2 separate regions of the Sus scrofa genome follow, and region 1 is linked to region 2. The links are chromatin contacts, called in public Hi-C maps. All regions are on one chromosome and are shown on one strand. Each heading gives the region's core, a stretch centred on a gene start, on an enhancer-like site or on the middle of the called end of the contact. The rest is flanking DNA. Distances are from core to core; before and after follow the strand shown. Region 1 holds the start of BUB3 (mitotic checkpoint protein BUB3). Region 2 holds the start of PLEKHA1 (pleckstrin homology domain-containing family A member 1).

What was found. A called contact is a pair of places that touch in the nucleus more often than the background predicts.
Region 1: a Hi-C map of liver shows a contact between it and region 2, with 5 times the contacts expected there. The contact joins the promoter of BUB3 here to the promoter of PLEKHA1 in region 2. A contact is called at or near these places in 1 of 5 promoter capture datasets (liver) and 1 of 47 Hi-C or Micro-C datasets (liver).

The regions. Positions count from the first base shown.
Region 1 is chr14:132,701,567-132,704,946 of Sscrofa11.1, reverse strand. It overlaps BUB3 (mitotic checkpoint protein BUB3), which reads right to left and starts at 1,859. Exons shown (of 8, transcript XM_005671519.3): 1 at 1,665-1,859; 2 at 1,028-1,222; 3 at 209-278. The coding sequence starts at 1,222.
Region 2 is chr14:131,959,288-131,962,443 of Sscrofa11.1, reverse strand. PLEKHA1 (pleckstrin homology domain-containing family A member 1) reads right to left here and starts at 1,512. Exons shown (of 13, transcript XM_005654150.3): 1 at 1,229-1,512.

The sequences.
Region 1 (3,380 bases), core at 610-3,109, 740 kb before region 2:
TTTTACTGATAAAATACATGCATAATATTTTGTGATCATAACAGTGATTTAAACAAAAAGTCCTAAATTCAAGTCACTACTACTTGTATCTAAGCTACTTAGGAATTAAGCAACTCAGGAACTACTTTTCTTAAATAAACATTTATAAGCAAGCAAAGTAAGCACTAATCAAGAAAACAATAAACTGATAAAAATGTGGCTACGTTACCTTGATCGGTATTCAAATCATGCATTTTTAATTGATGGTCTAATCCCCCACTCCAGGCATGCGTTGGATCCTACAAGATAAAGTTTCAAATCATTCAAAACTTACAAAGCTATTATTATTTTTTTTGGGCCACACCAGCAGCATGTGTAAATTACCAGGCAGTGGATGGAACCCAAGCCACAGGAGCAATTGGAGGGGCTGGAGTGACAATGCCAGATCCTTAACCTGCTGTGCCACAAGGGAACTCGTAAAACTTACAGCACTTCAAAAAGTGTTTTTAAATTCCTGTTTCTACAGCCAACTATTTCCTTTACATTCAAGATGTACAACAAGCTCAACATTAATTGCAGACAGAAAAAAAAGTTCAAAAAATAGAACAAATAAGTGTTCTACACCCTATGTCATCAAATTAAGAAAGAACTGTTCACCGCAGTGACCGAGAATAAACAAGCATTCCTAGTAGTTACTAAAAAGCCTTCCCTTTAATAAGTCAGCCAAATTTTACTGTCTTCTTTTGAGTTTCAAATTCATTATGCCCAGAAAGTTTGCAGAGGTACTCCATTAGAAGCAAAGGGGAGAACGAGTTTCCGACATTTGCACGTCCCCAGCGCCAAAAAAAAAAAAAAAAAAAGAAAAGAAAGAAAAGAGAACCAAAAAAACAGTACCTGGGGCAGATGTGTGTTCGGGCAGAGGGAGTGGAGTTAGTGAAGCTGTACAAATAACTCCAACGACAAAAGCCCCTGCTCAACACTGGAAAAGGGACGCTATTAACAAAGGAATCTCATAACATAAAAAGGGGGCAGGAGCGGAGACACCTACGTAGAAGGCGCAGTCCAGGACGGCGCCCGTGTGCTGGTACTTGAGCCGCATGGAGTTGGCCGGCACATCATAGAGGCGCACGGATGTGTCCCAGGAAGAAACCAACAGGAACTGGGAGGTGTTGGGGCTGAATTTCACCGAGGAGATGCCGTCCTCGGGTGGCTGGTTCAGCTTGAACTCGTTAGAACCGGTCATCTACGGAAAAAGCGCTCAGTGAGAGTCCCCAAGAATTCGGGGCCGGGGGGCCGCACTGGCTGAAGGCCCGGTCGCGGGGGCGGGGGGAGCAGGGGGCGGGACCTGGGGAAGGCCGGCGACACCGCCTCTGCGCCTGCGCTCGGCCGGCCCGCCAGCCAGGGTCGGGCCTCACCGCCACCCACTGCCGCCCCTCTAACGCGCCCCTCTTAAGCTCACGCCACTGCACCCCAAACTCTAGCCTTCGGTCTGGCCCGCCGCGCCCCTCCCCGCCGCGGGCTCCCGCACGCCCGCCTCTCCAACAAGGCCTGCCGCCCCGAATGCTCCTACAATAAAGGAAGAGCTATACAAGCGAAACCGGTTCCCAGAGGACGGCTCCGCCAGCCCTAGGCCCCAGGAGTTTCCGGGGAGTTCACTTCTGCGCCCGGCTACCATTTCCCGCTACCTTGGGCTCCCTTCAGAAGCAACTTCGCCGCCGCTCGACACCGCGCGCCACCGCCGCCGCCGCCGAGCTTCCCTCGCCGCACTCGCGGGCCGGGCGAAGGAGGCGGAGTAGCTGCTCCAGCCTATGCCTGCCATTGGCTGATTTCAAACGCCAACGCCTCACTCTAGGCCGCCGATAGGTCCGCCGGAAGGCGGGAGTAGGTCAACCCAGTCAACCTCTTCCGGCTCAAAGGCGAACCACGGACTTTCCGATCACGTGATCTCGTTTCACCACTAGGCTGAAACAGCCACGCCGGTCCTGGACAAGTGAAAACTACAATTCCCAAAGAGCATCGCGCCAAGGCAGCGCTCACGCCCTCTCCTGTCCTTATGTGCACGCTGGGAAATGTAGTCTCCTCGGGGGCCCACGCCCTAGTAGTCTCCTGAATAGCAAGCGGGAAAGATGCTTTTTCTAGTTTGACTCTTGGCGCCCTCTCCACCTCAGTTAATTTCTCACGCGCAATAACCCCGTTTTGGTCAGTACTTTTATAGAGCTAAATTAGTCTCCCTTCCACTGGACGTACATATATGCCCATGAAGTGAACCAAAAATTGGAATGGGGAAATATTTGCTCTAATCAATTGCGTATTTTCCCTACTTTTTTCTCCTGGAATTTCCACCTATGAACCAGGGTCTCACATTTACCACTGTCGTAAGATCTGCTGACTTCAGAGAAACTCATCCTTATTTATACTCTTCTTTGTCTCTTCATTCCATCTTTCTGCAAACATTAATTGAGCACCCAGTGTGTGCCAGGCCTGGTGAGAGATTGGAAATGTGCATTAATCAGACCATTGTTTGTTCAAGGAACTCTGTCCAGGAGGTTGAACAGACTGGGGAACAAACACTCACAATGTATTAAAGCGCAAAAGCTTCTTTTAGACATATGTTCAAGTAGGGTCCTGAAATGATAGCTACAAGCTTCTCCCCATCCACCCCCCACCCCAACAACTCCCTAAACTTCCAGGTTAGGTTTGCTCTATTTTCTGTTTCTAGAATCTTCCAGAAAGAGAAGAATCAAGAAGGTTGCTTCTGTATTAAGAAATAATTTGGCCTCCCTGAAAGAAATGCAATACTTAATTTATAACTAGAAGCTGCGACTTACTCTTGAATATCAAAGGCTCACTGAAATTTTTCAATTTAATCCATGCTATAAGGTCTTTTTCACTATTTTACTATGTGATTTCGTATGAAGTGGGAGGAAATTGTTGAGCTTAAGGTGTTTACTTTCTAAGGTACCTTGGTAGAGAAAAAAGTGTTGTTGGTCCTTAAACCATTCAAATACACAGACTCAGGTGCACTTCTCTTTATGAGTCTTGACACGGTCAACACACAACAACCACCCTTCTGCCCAGTGTATTGATGATATTCCAGCCAAAAGGACAGATCTTTGCCCTCCCTCCTCACCAGTCCTCATGCTTGGTTCTCTTTCAACAACTTAATGGCTAGGTTAAGAATTTTAAAGTGCAGTGCCTTGCCTCCACTCTAATTTTGGTTAAATAATTTTATCTCCAAATAATTTTATTTGGTTCCCTCTCCCAGTTGTTTATTTAATTCTACTAGTGTTTCGAGATTCTGAGCATGAATTATCCGCTAATAAAATCTAAGTGTATTTCATTATCCAGTGTGTGTATGATTCAGGTCCCTCTGGGCATGCAGTTGCAGCCGGACTCGATTT
Region 2 (3,156 bases), core at 263-2,762:
TTTTACAGAATGATTTTTTTCAAGTTTTTCTCTGAATCATAAAAAGCTTACCCAAATTTTGCTGCAACGTGTTTCAATGGCATTAACCAGAGAAAGTATGTGAGCTGAGTGCTTGAGGGAAAATAGAGCAGATTGATCAGTAGTTGGAAGATAAAAGACAATGGTAAAAACCGCATAGTGCACTATTGGTTCCAGTCATTAAGCACACAGGAAGTAAGATTTTCTAGTTAGAAAACTAATTCACAAAGGGCAATGACTTCGTCAAAGCAAAGAAAATCTTATCAAAACAGACAACCATCAATCGTAAAATAAGAAAACAAGTACTAGGATTGGAAGGTGAAACAGGAGAGGAAAATGGCACAAATTGCCTGGCTGTATCTTCTATAACCTGCACTAGCACCTGCCCCCAAACAGTGATGGAGTTTCACTATTTAGGTGCCCAGCCGAGGGCAACTGCTCTGCTTCGGGGCACAGCACAACTACAATTCTACCAAAAGCAGTAAACACTACTTTCATTATGACCACACTTTCCCCTCCGATGGTCTATCCAGGAGGGTCAATAGAAAGCATCTGAAATAAACCACAAACCACTCAAGACTGTTCCAAAGCGGTGCGACTGGCAGCTGGCCTCTAAGCTTAAACACCTGGGTTCCGGTTGCCTCCCTGGTGCTACCTGAGTGACCCTGGATAAGTCACTTCCAGCTGTCGCACTGGTCATCTGCATAATTAAGGTGCGAGGGGAAAGCACTAACACTGCAGGATGCTAAGGCGCAGGGCGGAGTCGACTTGACTCGGTGAGTCCTAAAATGAAAGCGCATGAAAATAATAAAAAACGATGCCCAAGGCAGCTGAGCCCCGGTGGGCACAGCCCTGAAGTCGAGCCACTCCGAAAGGCGTCGCCTGCCGGGAATCCCCGGACAGCTGGCCGGCGCGGGCGTCCAGGGGGAGGGCGCGACCGCACTTTTTAGCAGAACCACCGGCTAGCTCCCCGGCGACGGCGACCGCCGCCGGGCTCCCCACCCTCCTCGGCCGGACGCCGCCGAGGGCCGAGGTCAGGACAACAATAAAGGAAGGAGCCGCGAGAAGACGACGCCGCCGGGAGCTGGCGCGCGCAGGTGAGCCGGCCCCGCGGCCTCGCCCAGGTGCAGCCGCAAGGGCGGACCCGCGAGCAGAGGAGCCGCGGGGGCCGGGACTCCGCGCCGCCCGCCGCCCGCCGCCCCGCACTCACCAGTGCCCGCCAGCCCCTCGAGCCTCCCAGCTCGCTTCAGCGGGCGCCGCGCTCTCGGAGCCCGGCCCGGCTCACCCCGCCCCGGCGCCGCGGAGGTCCTCACGCGGAACTTCCCAGCGGCCCTGGACCTGCAGCACCCGCGCCGCCGCGGCCCGGGGTCCCACAGGCAGTGAGAAGCCGGGAGCGGCGCCCACGACGGCCCGCCTGCGCACTGCGCACGCGTGCCCGCGCCGCCTCAGCCCCCAGACGGCGGCCGAGATTCCGGAGCAGGCACTCCCAGCCCGCGGAGACTACAAGTCCCGACACGCCCCGCGCAGGTCCTGGAGGCGTGGTGGGCCGGGTTCCGGGCGTCTTTCCTGGTTCCAAGGGAGGAGACCCCGGACGCCTCGGGGAGGACCGCGCACGGGGCTCTGGGCCCTTGCACTGCGGTGCATCCTGGGATTCGTAGTTTTTCAGGACGACCAGGCTTGGCTCGAGGGTGGAATTCAGGATTGTCTTATGTCACCGCCTAGAACTTCCAGGCACAGGGATCTTTAAAAATAAGTTTCATTCTTTTGCAGATAATTAGTTTGTAAGCTGTCCCATAATCAGTCCAGGAGGTATAAATTCACAGGCTATTGTGCGACCTGGGGAAAAAAAGCTTTACAACTCTTCACCCCAATTTTTTGCTCCTAACAATTTCTTTCTCTCTAGAACTGTAGATCCACTTCCTACTTAATAGGACAGGAGGCTTAGAGAAACTTAAAGGGTGGTTTAGTAGAAATTCGATTAGTCCAAAGGCTGGAACGTAAATATGTGTTGTCATAAATATTTACTCGTAAATATTTCAAGTGTTTGTTGAGCGCCTACCATGTCAAGGCCAGACTTGGTATACACTTGAGAACAAGTGTCATGGAGCCTGCAGTCTGTAGGAGGAGCTAGTCCTTAAAAAGCAAGATAAAATACATTGAGAGTTCCCCTTGTGGCTCAGCAGTAATGAACCCAACTAGTATCCATGAAAATGCCAGTTCCCTCTGTGGCCCCGCTCGGTGGGTTAAGGATCTGGCGTTACAGTGAGCTGCGGTGTAGGTCCGATTTGGAATTGATGTGGCTGTGGCTCCAATTCCAATCCTGGGAACTTCCATGTGCCTCAAGTGCAGCCTGGGTCAGAGGGTGTTTGGGGTGGAGGAAGAAAAGAAAAAAAAAAGGATAAAGATAAATACATATGTTAATGGTTAATGCCTTGGAGAAACAAAACAAGTTAAAGAGACAGTGTAAGGAGGGGCTCATTAAAAAGGATAGTCAAGAGTTCCTTGTGGCTCAGTGGTTAAGGAATCCAACTAGGAACCAGGAGGTTTCGGATTCCATACCTGGCCTCCGTATGCTGCGGGTGCAGCCCTGGAAGAGACAAAGTCCAAAAAAAAAAAAAAAAAGAAGAAGAAGAAGAATGGTCAGGGAAAGCTCTCAGGGGAAATGAATTTTGAGCTGAATCCTAAAAAAAAAAACAGAATTATTCAGACATGCAAAGAGCTGGGAAAGGATTATATGCCACGCCTGTCATAGTGCATGGCACACACCAGGTTCTCAATAAATATTTGTTTCATTTGAGTCCTTCTTCCTTTCCTTCCCCCACACAGCCTTAGATCACATCCTTCCCCCTTCGAAATCTTTATCAACACCTTCAGAACATCCTTCCTATGTGAAGATGTGCAGGAGACAAACCAATGTCCAGCCATGGATAAGCTGTATATGTACAGCTGCTAGGACAGAAAACACAAGGCAAATGCTGCCCAGGCTGGTGACATGGCTGAAACTGAGACGACTTAACCCCATCTTTATTTGTGAACTGGGTTAAAAGTTCTCATCACCAGAGTTCCCGTTGTGGTTCAATGGTTAACGAATCCGACTAGGAACCCTGGCCTTGCTCAGTGGATTAAGGATCCGGCGTC